2 separate regions of the Anas platyrhynchos genome follow, and region 2 is linked to region 1. The links are chromatin contacts, called in public Hi-C maps. All regions are on one chromosome and are shown on one strand. The core of a region is the stretch at or near the end of the contact, and the rest is flanking DNA. Distances in the headings are between cores, read along the strand shown. Region 1 overlaps SERTAD2 (SERTA domain containing 2). Region 2 overlaps AFTPH (aftiphilin).

Region 1 (7,341 bases), core at 2,138-4,637:
AGCATTTATATGCATTAAAAATCATCCGAATCGTGCATACCACTCTTACACCTTCGTGTGCCCATGGGTCATTTTCCCAAAGCTGTCTCATCCCTGAAGACACAGCGATGCAGCTGGAGGAAGGTTGTGGTGGGATGGTAAGATCCACAAGCACCTAAGCCAGGTCAGCATCTGGGTCCCATGCTGTCAGGTGGGATTTTATGTGTCTGTTTGCACTTCCTAGCCCCTAAATACACCTGAAATATCCAACTTGTGCTTGATAGGGGCTAATGCAAGCAGTACGGGATGCAGTGCTCACGTGCCCCCTGTGGGAGTACTGGCTGCTTGCCTCCTCTTTTCAGGGAGAAGACGAGGAGGCAGCAGGTGGGATGTGCTGCCCCGGTGCCTGGGCCACTCCCAAAACCCATCAATCCCCAGGCCAGCCCCTGCCAGCGTGGAAAAACCAAAGTTCCCACCACACCGGTCAGGAGGAGCCCATCAAGAGGGAAACGATCCAAAATGAGGCGAACTTGAACACGGCTTCCACAAGGCGTGAAAATTATCTTGTTTCATGCTTAGAATAACCCCATTACTGCAATATCCTGAATGAATTATGCCAAACTCGCCCTGCGCACACACACAAAAAAAAAATTCCCTTTGGGCTACTTAACAACAGCGAGAAATTTCAGAAACGGAAGCTCCTGAAAAGAGGGAATTTGAATAAAAGTGTCCTTTGGAACGTAACTACAAAGTGGGTATCATACAGCTTTGATATTTTTAATGGCACTTCTCCTCCTCATTGTGAAATACAGTTCTTTTGTACCCGGAGACTCCTGAAAAGCTTAATCTTTCACGCTTTGTGCTAAGGTATGCATTAAGAAACTCCTCAAATTAAGACCTCTTTGAGGAGCTGATCACTGCAGCGGCTGGGAAGGCCAGAAGAAAAAAAAAAAGCAGCTCTGAGAATGAAAATGATTTTCTCCCAGTGAGAGAGGAGTATTTATTGTAAACACGGGCGGTGGTGTCTTACACTGTGCTATGAGCAGCAGTGCTCCTGTCTTGATTTGTAGTGTCTGAGCACAGAGCTGGTTAATTTGCCACCCCTCGAGGCTGTCGAAGCACCGTTGGGTCGGAGGGAAGAGGAGGCTGTGTGCTCTTCCCTGGGCTGGGGCCCAAGCCCCAACACCTGCTCTCTTGGGAGGTATCCAAGTGAAGAGTTTGTGCATGGCTTCTTGAACACTATAAGGGGCCATCCAATTTGTGGCTAATTTTTTGGAAGCACAGAGGAGTTCCAATTTTAGCCAGGATAGACCCAACAAGGACAAGAGCAGGGTTGAAGAGCAATTTTCCTGCCTAAATCTGGTCCGTGCATTGTCTGTATAGAGACAATCCCAACCTCAGAGCACTCAGCATCCTCCTTGCGTATGGTTAAACACATCAAGTCCTTGCTTTTTCCTCAGTGTCAGTTTTCTTCACGCGTGACAAAGCCACGAATGCTCTTTTAAGATCAGACCCATCCCAAAGAGTGGGAGCACCACCTGGACACAGCTCCATGTCAGCACAGCTCCTGCTGGAGAATCCCTACTAATTGTGATGGAAAAAACTTTGAGCAGCTCTTGCACATCATCAGACACAGAAGAGACACAAATCCAGGCTAAACCTGGCTTGATTTTTGCCACTGCTAACAGAAACACATATTGTTTTGTCATGTTTGGCAGTTTCTCCCCAAAGCTGAAGCGACGGGTGGCCATCTGCTTGTGGCAAATGGGCAGAGAAGGACGGGGAAGAAACGGCAAGGGTGGGACGAAAGATCACACAGCGCTCAGGAAAAGGGGAGATGGACTGGTGAAAAAAAAAAAAAAAAAAAAAAAAAAAAAAAAAAAAAAGCAAACCAACCAAATAGTAAAATAAACTTACAGAAACGTTGAGGAGTTCCAGTAAAAGAGGAAAGAGAAACAATCCAGAAGCTGCCCGTGGCGCTGGGGACGGTATATTTAGTTAAGCCACTGGTACTTTCCTCCGTCGGGAAAAGTGACAATTGCAGGGCTTAGGTCTTAATCCAACAAGGGAATTTCGACGTGGGCTTATTTTTAAAGACGTGAGTAATCCTCACGGTTTCAGCTCGGAAAGGTAGGCTCCAGTGCATATCAAGCCTACTGCCGGGACAGACATCACTGTCAGGGGAAAAAAAAAAAAAAAGACATTTTGCTTGAGCTGCATGTTTTATTTGTGCCTTTGAAAGGTGTGTGTACCCGTACTAACAACGTGGGTGCTAAAAACATGAAGAGTTGAAGGTCTCTACAATTGTGCCTATATCCAGTGCTGCTTGAGACGGCACCAAACCAAAAAGCCCCTCTGACACATCCATTGGCATTTCCTCCTCGATACAGGACCCGTCGGGAGCAGGGCAAATTCTCCATCTCTGAACAGAGAGCCTGGCCGGACGTTTCACGGCAGGAATTTCATTCACTGGACCTTAGGCTGGGGTTCCTTCTGCACCCATCCTTTCAAAACAGCAACAAACCCCTAAGTTTTGAAGCTTAAGCTTTGCTTTGGACACCAGGACGTCAGTGATGCTTGGATACCTTTGAAGCTCAGCTTGGGATGGGGTTGTTCCTAGGGGCAGATGATCCTGCACCCTCTCTTTGGCAATTTTTCACTGCTTCAGACACTTCAGAATGCCCTGATGTGGCAGAGACCACCACGTGCTGCTCCCCACGTGCTCTCCAAGGAGAGCCCCAAATCTGGGAGAACTCACTGTGTTCCTTGAGAAGAAGCATATCCCATGTGTCAGCCTGGCAGCTTTGCCTTTAGCAGGTCCAGTTTCGGACAAGTTGATGCGGACAAGATGCTCATCAGCACGTTCCTCCGCTTCTTCCTGATGGATTGATGTAAGCAAATCCTAAAAGAATAAGGGACTGGAGCAAAAACAGAGAAATAAAGCAGCGTCAAGATGCTCAAAAATACCTCAGTGTTGCAAATGAAAAAAAGAAAAATGACTGGGATCTCATTTGGTTTAGTAAAAAAGGCTTCCCTGTGCATTATATTGCCTTGAACATGGGTTCTTTGCAAGAAGATCCCCAGCACAGCTTGCTGCACCTGGGGGCTGCACCTGGGGGCTCACAGAAGAAACAAGGGGGCCATCCCCAGTGGCTTGCGGCAGGGACAAGGACGGAAAACACCGTCTCAAAATCCCCTCTGGCACCTCTCCGCCTCTGCCTTTTGCCCCCTGCGAGGGTGACGGGACCTGGAAGACCCTTTGCAACGCCTGCACGAGGCCAGCAGCATCCTCGGGATTTTTACCCCCCCTTCTCCGAGCTCGGGGCCGGCGAGCGGAGCGAGAGCGGGGAGGGCCGGCATGACGCACCCCATCGGCATTAGAAGACTTCAGCGGCTATTTATAGGCCCCCGCCGACCGCAGAAAGCTCTCGGCCTCGCTTTTTCCTCCCTCTCTCCCTCCCTCCCTCTCCCTCCTTGGCTTCAGCTCAGCGTGCGGGGGGAGCGAAGGAAAGGCTGGAAAGCAGCCGCTGTGCCCGAGTGTGACATTCCCGAGCACGGCGAGGATTGCGGCCCCTCCGCTACTGCAAGCGCCCGGCAGACCCAGTCCAAACTAATTAATTTCAGCACACTGGCTTTCTGGCCTGGTGCTTTTTCCTCCAGTTTTTTTTTTTTTTTTTTTTTTTCTTTGAGCTTGGATTTCTTTCTCTCTCTCTCTCCTTTTTTATTTTTTTTTCTTCTTTTTTTTTTTTCCCCCCCGTCTTTGCGCAGTTTCGCTTCCCAGCTCCTGGCACGGGCGTGCCTATTCCTCAGCACGGCTGGATAAACACCACGCAGCACAGAGAAGGGGACCTTGCTGTCAGGCAGGGCCAATTTTTCCTTAATTCCTGCCAAGCCCTCCTCATCACATCCCCTTCAATACCCAGCCCAAGCTACGTCCCTCATTTTAGCCATCCTTTACACCTTTGGATACCCTCACAACCGCAAGGGAAGCCTCCAGGGCTGTGCTCCTCATGATCCATCTCTCTTTCTGCACACACATCCCCAGCTCCGTGAGATCCACGAGGGCTGAGCTGAGCCACGGATGGGAAGAGTCCAGCACTGCCCCTGCACCCATCCTGCACGCCCTTTCGGCATGGGTAGCCCCGACAATTTGTCTTCCATCCATGTCTTGCGCTCTCGCTCTTGGCACGCAGGCAGCATTTGGAGGCAGGAATAAAAAATTCGGCACACCTGTATCTGGGCAGCGAGGCAAAAAGAAGGAGTCCTGTCTGTGACAGAGCTGATGGAGAAGCAAAGCCATTTATAATCACTCCAGCGAAGTGAAAAATCGAGGTCACTGGAGGTGCACATCCACTCTCTCTCTCTCTCTCTCTTTTTTTTTTTTTTAACAAAACAATGCCGATTTTCACAATATTTATTGCCAGCGTCATTTCTAGCAGGAGCACTCCTGTATGAATGCAGGCCCTCGGGTTTACAATGGAGGTAAGGGAAGGCAAGTGGGTGAATTAAATCCGTAGCGAGATGCTCTCTTCTGCTTTCGTGTCGAATTAACCATTGCCCTGCCCGTGAGGCCGTACTCCTTGCAGCTCCATCAGGCAATTGAGGGGCTAGCGTTTTTTGGGGTGCAGAGAGATAAGTCTTATCTTTAAGTAAATCATTTCACCACCCTGTTTTTGTGCCTGCCTTATTGATCCAGGCTGTAGCCTCTGGGGTTGTCGCCCACTGCCAGAGTACGTACGCTCCCTGTGGGCTGCGGGGCTTCCAGCTCTGTCGGTGAACACGCAGATATTGAAAAAGGAAACAGCTATTTCAAGAGCTGTGTCTGAATTTAGGGATGTTGCTTAATTTCTGGCCTCCGAATGAGGGAATACGACTTCCTCGACAAGCTCATTCCTCTGAAAACTGGGTTATGGAAAGAAATTGGTTCGTCTTGACCTGGAGATGTCCCAGCCCTGCCCCCAAGAACTGTGCGTTCACCCCTGAAATTTGGGATAAACTGGTAAAATTCTGGGATGCTTCCGGAAGGCTGTTTTCAAAGCAGATCAGAACCAACCACCTGCACGGGAGAAGTTAGTTTTATTCCTCAGTTTTCGGTTCCTTAGTTTTGGAGGCACTTTCACAAACTCTAAAAGCAAATTATCCCTCCACCAGCACAGATCCAGCCTTGACCTTTCCTTAGCGTAATTAAAATTTTGGAGCGCTTTGCCAGATTGCCATATGTCTAAAATTGTTCCTTTCATTTCTACCCTGCTTTCTGCCAACTCCAGCGCGTAAGGAATTGATGGTCGCAGCTCACAATAAATGCCTGCTCGTTTTCATGCATTAAAATCCTGCTTTGGAGGGACCTGCAGCTCGAGCCGAACCAACATCACATAGGATACGATTTGCTCTCGAATTTAGCGTGCTTGTCCACATGCAGCTTACACTCTCCCTGAATTTCTGTGCACGAAATTTTCTCACCGGGTATTTCCCGAAACTCCAGCTTGTCCTCACGGATCACACAAAAGCACCTCTGCTGTAAGTATCTAACGTTTGGCATCCGATGGAGGAGGTGTGCTGAGATCCTTGGTTTTTATTGCATTTATGCCACTGTCCCAGCTTTGCTGCTCCACTCCTAAGCAAGGAAAAAACAAATAAACAAACACCAGCATGTGGCCTCTGCCCCAGACGTGCTGCAGTTGGATGACAGCTAAAGCATTAGATCAGAAACATTTGCAAACCAGGCAATGACGCTGTTGGAGAAGTGCTTTAACTCACGAAGACAGCTGAATTTTCAGATCACTCGAGATGCTGGCGTTTGGCAGTGCTGGGCAGGGCGTCAGGCGTAGGTGCAGCTTCCAAACACACGTGTATATGGCGTGGTTTAGGGATAAAAACTTCCAGGTTCTTTTCCTCTGGGTAAAGGACAGTCTGCTTCTTGCAAGGAGAGCTCTGGCACTCCTCCCTTGGTCATTTCCTAAACGAATTGCTCAGGAACGTGATGCTGAGTGTGAGTATCAGCTTGTTCATGTGCCAGCGGTAATGACGTTGAGCTCAAACCTCAGCCTCTCAAAACGCACGATTACACTGCACGTCCTGCAACAAAACTGATGATTTTCGTCCAGCTGTTCAGAAACAGACACCTCTCTCAAGAAAAGCAAGTACTTTCCACTGCTATACCTTTGTTCCCAGCTCTACCTGCCACCTACATCAGAGAAAACAGGGGAAAAAAAAAGAGTATTTGAAATGCAAAGCGAGATGTTTAAGGCGGCAGTTGCCACTGTCTCGGTGCACAGTATTGTTATTTCCTCGCTGAATTCAGATGGTCGCCAAGAATCCGCAATCTTGTTGCAGCTGGACAGTGTTTATAGACATATGGCAGAGGATGGTTTTCAAAGGAATTTAAATATCGCAGGGAGTGGTTTTATATTCCAGGGCCCCAGGTTTGCCTTGTGATAGCGGTTTACTTTCACTGCTGCTCAAGAAAGGAGCTCTCTGTTCAGAGGGAAATGAAGAAGGTGTGAAGTGAACAAATAAAATGTTAAATTTTCCATCCCTGGCATAGCAGAGGAATAGGAAACAGCATGGCAGAAAAAAAAAAAAAAAAAAAAAAAAAAAAAAAAGACGAGACCGGAGAGACAGGAGAGATACATGACCTGAACAAATCAAGTCATATAATGCTGTTTGACATCCCCTGAGTCAATGAACATAAATTAACACCCGGTAAGATGACTGTGTTTTCGAGATAAAATGTTGCCTTCCACGAATACCCTCTAAAACGGGCTGAAAAATTCTTTCCATAAACATTTCTAGCCACTAATCTAATAGACTGGAATGTTTTCAAAAAGCAAACACAGCTGAAGGAAATTCGCTGCTTTTATTCATTTATGAGGGAATATTTGCAGGTTTTTGAAGGTATTCCCTGAGGTCAAGAGTAAGTAAACAAACTTATTTTGTAAACAGCTGCGGTGCAGCAAAAGCGCCAGGCGTTGAGGTCTTTGTGTGAAACTGTTGACCAAATGCTCTTGAGCCTACGGTGGCCACCAGAAAGGAGTGCAAGGGTCTGAGTGAGCCACAGCACCACGCTCAAGATATGCCTGGATGCAAGCAGGGAAGGGATCTGACCCCTTTCACCCCTGGTTTGGGCTTTGAAACCTCAACGTCAAGGGCTGCAGGGGGGATTACTCCTGGTTTGCAAGGGTGGCAGAGCCGTGCGGGACATACTCATGCACCCAGAGCAGACCTGCAGTAGTCCCTGCAGCATTTCCACTCCTCCTCTCGGGTTTGTGGGTTGTTTCTTTCACTCTAATGACTTCTGTAGAAGCAGCTGTGGAAACCTTAAGGGGAGCTGGAGCCAAAACTCAGACACGCTACCTTCCTCCA
Region 2 (6,956 bases), core at 2,141-4,640, 100 kb after region 1:
GAAAAAGTTTGCAAGGACTTTGTTCCTTACAAAGTTTTCAGCTTTTCAGCCACTATCATCAAACTCAGATTAACTTTTCTGCCCCGAGGGCTGTTGGACAATAAAGAATTCAAAGGAAAGGTGAGAAATGCAGTGGAGATTTCTCAGAACTAGATGTCAACTGAGGAACTGGTGGTGACCAGGGAACACTTCAAGAGCTGAGTACGTACAGAGGGTTAGCTACATCGATAGAGTCTATACCCACATAAACTGCCCTTAAGGAGCATCAGCACCCAGAGCATACCTTACCTGCAGACTTTCTACTCTGAATAGTCCAGGATATCCTCTGATGAGAAGTTGCTGAAAGAACTACAGGGCAAGCTAACACGTTAGGAAACTTGCTATGTTTACATTTTTTAATTCTAGCTAAGAAATACGTAAAACCAGCTGGCCCTTTGCACCTCACCTGACTTGGTGTTTCTTACGCTTCAGTATTGCCTGTTACTTCGAAGAAGTCTCTAAACCAAAACATCAACGTGTCTTGAGCCACAGCGCCCTGTAAATGGGAGGCCAAACCAGAAGACTGCACTGTAACAGATTCAGGGAGATGGAACAATAAAGAGGAGTCTGCTTCTCCTTCTGCAGGACCCTGACAGGTGCGTCTTGTGAGAATACGCAGCACAGATTAGGAGGGTCTACTGTTAATGCAGTGCATCAATTTTGCTGTCAACAGAAATATGAATAATTTATACATCCCGTATAAAAAGATGGCAGACTATATACATATATATCTTTTAAATTATTTTATTTTGTGTAAGCTAAAAGGAAATTTACACACTTAAATCTCAAAAGACCTTGGGCATGCACATTGACCTTTTTAGAGGTTCTTCTACATAGCTCTCTTTTTTCCATAGGAATTTCCCCAAACATTTACAACCCATAGTTTTTACTGTATATACAGCCTAAAACCATAGCAATCTATGATTATGTCATTTTACACTGTGCAAAATCAAACATAAGAATAGTGGTACAACAAAACAAAAATTTTTAAACAGATAAATTTCATTGTAAAGACATTCATATAGTTTTGGTCCTTCTTTTCCAAATCAAACCGATTAAAAGCAGATGACCTTCTAATGACCCAAAAATCAAGTGTTTAGACAGTGATCCATAACTGGAACAAGAAGTTACTGACAGGATACCTTTCAAAAGGCTATATAGTGACAGAGCCATACTATTTAAGTTTAAGAACATAAAAATTGATCAGTCAACCAATCAACCAGGGGGAGGGGAGAAAGGGAGAAGGAAAGAAAAAACACATCTTAAGCTTGTTAAAACAGAAAAGAAATTATTGGGTTTTAAAAAACAATAACTGAAAACCCACAATGTAACTTTTTTTTTTTTTCCAGCAAAAAGTATTTTAATATATGCAGGAAAGAAAAAGACGTTCAATGCAATCTGAAAACCTTTGAAGGGGACTTCACATATTGTGAAAATTGACGTCTTCATTATGTGTTTCTAGGATTCTTTTTTTTTTTTTTTTTAAACTTTTTAAAGTTTTGTAAGAAGGACACCACCAGTGTATTTCACAAAGACATAAATGTATACACCCCAGCACAACAAAAAGAATAGATCTTCAAAAAGATTTACCCCCAATTATTTACATTTTTCTCTAATATAAATTTAGGACTCCAGTATGTAAATAAATATACATAACTATGTATACCTTTCTAGTGCTGCTTACCAACAAATCATCTGAACTTGATTTTTTTTTTTTTTAATTAAAGCAAGATTGCTTTTTATGACCCCCAGAGGGAAGGAAAAAAAAAAATCAATAGAAAACGTCCAATTCACATCACTTTAGTCTACCTTTTCTTGGCAGCTTGTCGAAGGTGTTAATGTGGCTGGGAACATCAACACCTTGGCATGCATGAAAGTTAAGTCAGGAAGGCTAGAAATCACCTTGGCAGCCTCTTCACTAAGATGTTCTTCCTTTTTAGGCTTCCTGTTGAGAAGAAAAGAAAAAAGTGCATTAATCCAGTACCTGATATCCCTTGGATCACTGAAAGAATCACTGATTGAAGCAGTGTTCTGTCACTTCGTCTCCCACTGACAAGCACTTCTGTAAGCTATTTGAAGCTAGTCTAATGTTATAATACCTACCTGCCTAACAACAAAATGTTAACACGGGAAGTCAGCAAAACGTTCCTGAATATTGTTGCAATAAGGAAAAAAAAATATCTATTCAGATGCTAATTTACCATGGGGGGGAGCAAGTTCCAGTGTGCCATTCTGGGACTATTCACTTGAAGAAACAACCAGACTCATATTTTAGGGTTAAGACAATAGGAACATTTCTTTTAAGCTACCTAAGTTCAGTATAATCTTTTGATCTAAAATGGAAATATTTTGAAAGGACGTGAAGAAGTTCCTAACTTACTCCTTTAATAAATAAATACAGGTACTTATGCTGCATTTCCGACACAACTGCGCTCGGATTATATACCATACTGCTCTACATCATGATCCACAAGCCCCTTTCTCCCCTCCAAGGTCTCATCATCATCAGAAGGTAGTTCACTGCTGGCAGCTAACTCGCTTTGAAGTGAACGAGGTTGTGTAGCCATAATGATGCACACAGCAGTTTGGGAACCACGGGTATTTACTTCGCCTTTTGCATTATTCACAAGAATTACTGGGCACAAATGAATACAGAGGTCTGAATCCCACGTTGCTTGGTTCTCACTGTTATGCAAGAAACTCACATTTCCTAAGCAAAATGAAGGCTGGCTCAGCCTGCTACAGAAGTGCCCCTCTCCTGCCTCCTCGGTGCTTTATCTTGAAGAATCCTGGCTATTACTAGAGAAACAAATACTCCATCAAATGTTATTCCAGGTCCAAAAAGGCACCTGCTACTCCCTGCAATAACAGCAGAAATCCTAGCTAAATAAGCTCTCCCATTATGGGGCAAAAAGCTGAGACAAAAGGCTAGGAACAAATGGCTCTTCCATACACTATTTCAGAAATTTTCTTTCTACACCTTATCTTAGCTATAAAACTTTAAACCGTACCCATGAGAGGGCAATCACCACTTCAGTCACGAAGCAGCATATAAGTATATGTCTTTTTTGTCAGCACACATCAGGATTGTTCCCTGAGCTAATGAGAGACCAGGAGAAAGCAAGGAGCCACATGGTTTCTTCAGCAGCAGTCTCAGAATTTCTTGGCTACGGGGGACAAAAAAAACGCTCGAGTTAAACTCATCCTTGCCATCAGTGATCATTGTGTTGACACTGAGCTATCAGTTTTGTTTGCTACTTGAAATCTCCACTTGATGAAAGATCTCTAGATGAGGCAGTATAGATACTAAATCTGACTTTCCCTTGCTAGAATAGCAATATTTTCTTTTCTCTGCTGCAGTGGAATTTCATGAGCCACTGACTAGGCAGATTACCAAATTCTGGAGGATAAACAAAGCTGTGTGCTGGATTTGCTGAAGGAAGAAGCAGAGAGCCAATATGTGCCTCCTTCTCTAACAGCTTCACAGTCGCCACTGTGTGCACTTGAAGGACTATCTCTGAGCTGTTGAAATGTGGTTGTCACCCACCACTGTGTTATCAGTATCTGGTGCACTATTAGTAATCACTTACCACAAGCCTCTTACGGTACAAACTCCTGGTGATCAAGGACTTATAGCTAACAAAGGAGTATTTGACAGAGGAAGCCAAAGGAAGAGGGCTGACTCAGAGATCTGCATTAAAAGGAGTTCCTGCAATTGTAATCAGGCACCAAGATGGAGCTCACACACTCCTTGCTATTTATATGCCTCTTCCTCCTCTGCTCAACTGTGTCACGCGGAGAAACGGCACTGCTGGGTCCCAGAGGCAGCGCTGCACTTTATTTGGTGTTGATATGGAGGACCTTTATCACAGGGCGATGCTCTTGCTATCCTAACCAGTGTCTGCAACATCGCTGCAGAATATGCATGCCAGCGAGCGCAGTCAGATGTGAATCTTGCTCGATTACTGAATGCTCCCCTCCTGGTTGGAGACCCTTTGCAGTAATTTACCTGCTTGATGTGCTCTGCAAAAAGTACCAATGAAGGACGGGCCAACACACTTACATACCAAACGTTACTTAACTATGACCAAGTCACAGCTATGGATCCAACCACCTTGCCAAAGCTCAAAACTTTTTTTTTTCTTTAAATCATCTCAGTGCAGAGAGGGGAGGAGATTGGCTACATCTCCACTCCTCAACAGAAAGGGGTAGGCTTATCCAAAAAATAATAAAACCAGACATTTTGAATACCCCTTCTGGATACCAGAGCAGTCAACACCTTCAGTAGCAAATATCAACCCTGACCAACTACTCATTAGCTCTCTATAAACTTAAAAGACAAAGTATCATCATCACTGCAGACTGGTTTTGCATCAAGTTCATTCAGGTTTTAAAACAACCTTCTACAAAACACTTTACCCCCATCCACCTCTTCTCTTACACTAGGTTACATTTCCTCCCAAGACAGAGAACAGAGGGAATACCTTTCCCCAAGCAATTACGCCAGTCCTTCTACCTGTTGGCATGATGTTTCATTTTAAAGGCACATTAACACCAAGCTGCAAGAACTTAGCCAAACTGACAAGCAGGAAAGACGCTGGAAGAAGATTTAGCAAGAAATAGGGAATGCTTTGTAGATGTGTCGCTCACACCTTAGGGGTCTGGTTTACATTTCAATCCCTTCCTGAAGCATTCAGCCTTTCAAGACTTCAGTGACCTCTCATGTTTGCAACAGTTTTTGAGGATAACTCCAAAAAGGCCAGGCTCTAATAGAAACAGTGATGAGAGAAACGGGCTTTAAAAATTACTCTGTAATTAAGAGTTAGCCTGCTCCATCCAATGCTGCCCACAAGGAGCATTTCCAGTTTAAATGAGGGTTTCAGCCAGTTCTTGGAACAGTATCAGTGCTCTGCTTTTCTTCAGAAAGACAGCAGATAAACTTTTTATCTCTGCCAATTCTACAGAATTGGGCAAGGCTGCAGAGTGTCAGTGGAATGCTGCACTGGAGAACTGGCTTTCCATACTGCTACCTTCAAGGTCTCAGATTCAAGCTGGGAAGTTTCCTCTCCTCTGCAAGCAAAAGATGGAGGTATTTCAAACCGAGATGACTGCTCACATGGCTGTCCTACAGTTGAATAATGGTACTTTCCCTCTAAACCCTAACCTCAAAGCTTTTGAGTTCAGACAAGTTACAGACAGACATGGGGTAGTTTTAGCACAACTGAAGTAGCCATCAAAGTGGTGTTAAGCCACTGGCCACATCTTCTCCTGCCCATTTGTCAGGAACGGTTAAGTCTGTTTCCAAGCTACAGCATGCAGATTGTCTTTGCTGAGCTGTCTGTACCCAGCCACTCCTATTTTAAAGATTTCAGTTCATGACAAATAAAAATTTCAAAAGAAAAACAACTTTATTAGGAAAAAGCTAAGACAATGGAACATACTTAGTATACTGTTGAGACAAGACCTTATCTCTTTGAAGGGTTCTGCCTTGAAAAACTGAAAAGCAGACTGCTTTTATTTCACAGAGCACAAAATCAGAATAGATGAAAAACTTAATATAAAAAAATCAGAGTTGACGAAGAGCCTACAAAATGTGTTTAATACTGAAAAAAGCTGATCTGTATGCACGTCTGAACTTAACTGGTACGCCTGAGGTCTCCAGCCTTTCCCTATAGGCAGCTATATTCCTACAGCACAGATCCAGAATCTCCTCATATCACTAAGAAATACTGTCCAGAACTGGCGAAGAACTTTGACATCTAAACAGCTCCAACATAGCAAATAAAAGTTTCAAGTGCGCTGTGGAAGCATTAAAAAAAAATAAAAAAATAAAAAAATCCCCACCCACACATCAAGAAAACAATACAGAAAATGAAGGTCAACATTCATTTAAGCAAAGCAGACTACCCTGCTCATTTGTAAGGAAAAAGCAAGCTAAGACATCTTAAAGGTCTGGCAAGCAAGGAGGCAGAAATCTAAAAGCGAGATAAAGAAAATAATAAATATACATTTGGAGTTTGGATGCCCTGCTGCAAATTTGCGGTTACTTTTAAACTAGACTTGGAATATATGACAAAGTTATTTCAACTGCTGCTAAGTTTTCTATTTAGCTAGTAAAACTAACTTTTTTTTTCCCTTCTCAGTTGCTTATCTTCAGAAGTATACATCCTCCATGGACAGAAAAACAGGCAATCCAAAAGCAGAGAGAAAAAATCAGCACTGAGGAGTGGAGTTCCCTCTACTGGTTCTCTCTTGAAATTTCACGGAGTGTTGAGCTTTTTTTAAAAGCTGTGTTCACTTTTAACATTTTCACTGCAAGAAAACTAACACAATCATAATGAAAGAACATGGTCTAAAAGAGCTATTTTTACTTATTTTAAGAAAGCCTGTTATCTTCAAACATTAAAAATCCCTACATATGATGCAATTTTTGTGTGTGTGCGTGTTTTAAGTGCTATGATGCATGGAAATCCATTTATTTAGCTATAGAATTATGAATGAACCCTGAAGCTCACTCAGAGTGAGGACATCTTACTGTTTATTAGCTGTGAAGTAACTACATTTATAAATATCTACGAAGTAAGCACGTACTTCCTCAACGATAGGAGCATTTCACCCTGGGAGAATCACTCAGCAATTCTTTAATGGGCACAGCCACTAATTCCATGTTAAGACAGTCCAGAATCCTACTGTTAAGATGAACGTTCAGAAAATAAGCACAAAGAATAAAAGTGTAAACAGGGAAAGAATATTCTGTACCCAATTCAACAGGTCTGATTTCAAGGAAGACATTTGACAACTAAAGCCTGTATATAGAGTCCCTATAGAACAAAACGCAGAAGAACCTTGCATGAGATCCATGAGGCAGAAAGGACATCCTAAACAAGCTACATTTTACCTCCTTAAAAAGGAACTTG

Evidence for each region. A called contact is a pair of places that touch in the nucleus more often than the background predicts.
Region 2: a Hi-C map of skeletal muscle shows a contact between it and region 1, with 4 times the contacts expected there. The contact joins two enhancer-like sites.

Annotation. Positions count from the first base shown.
Region 1 is chr3:13,096,119-13,103,459 of IASCAAS_PekinDuck_T2T, forward strand. The region is part of intron 3 of SERTAD2 (SERTA domain containing 2); the gene reads left to right. Among named protein-coding and RNA genes, the nearest start is that of SLC1A4, 36 kb to the left of the region's middle. Within about 2 kb of position 3,388, at least 5 of the 8 cell types and tissues checked have an H3K27ac peak or open chromatin away from gene starts, as enhancers often do.
Region 2 is chr3:13,199,716-13,206,671 of IASCAAS_PekinDuck_T2T, forward strand. AFTPH (aftiphilin) reads right to left here. Exons shown (of 8, transcript XR_003496100.3): 8 at 768-1,984. Among named protein-coding and RNA genes, the nearest start is that of AFTPH, 44 kb to the right of the region's middle. Within about 2 kb of position 3,391, at least 2 of the 8 cell types and tissues checked have an H3K27ac peak or open chromatin away from gene starts, as enhancers often do.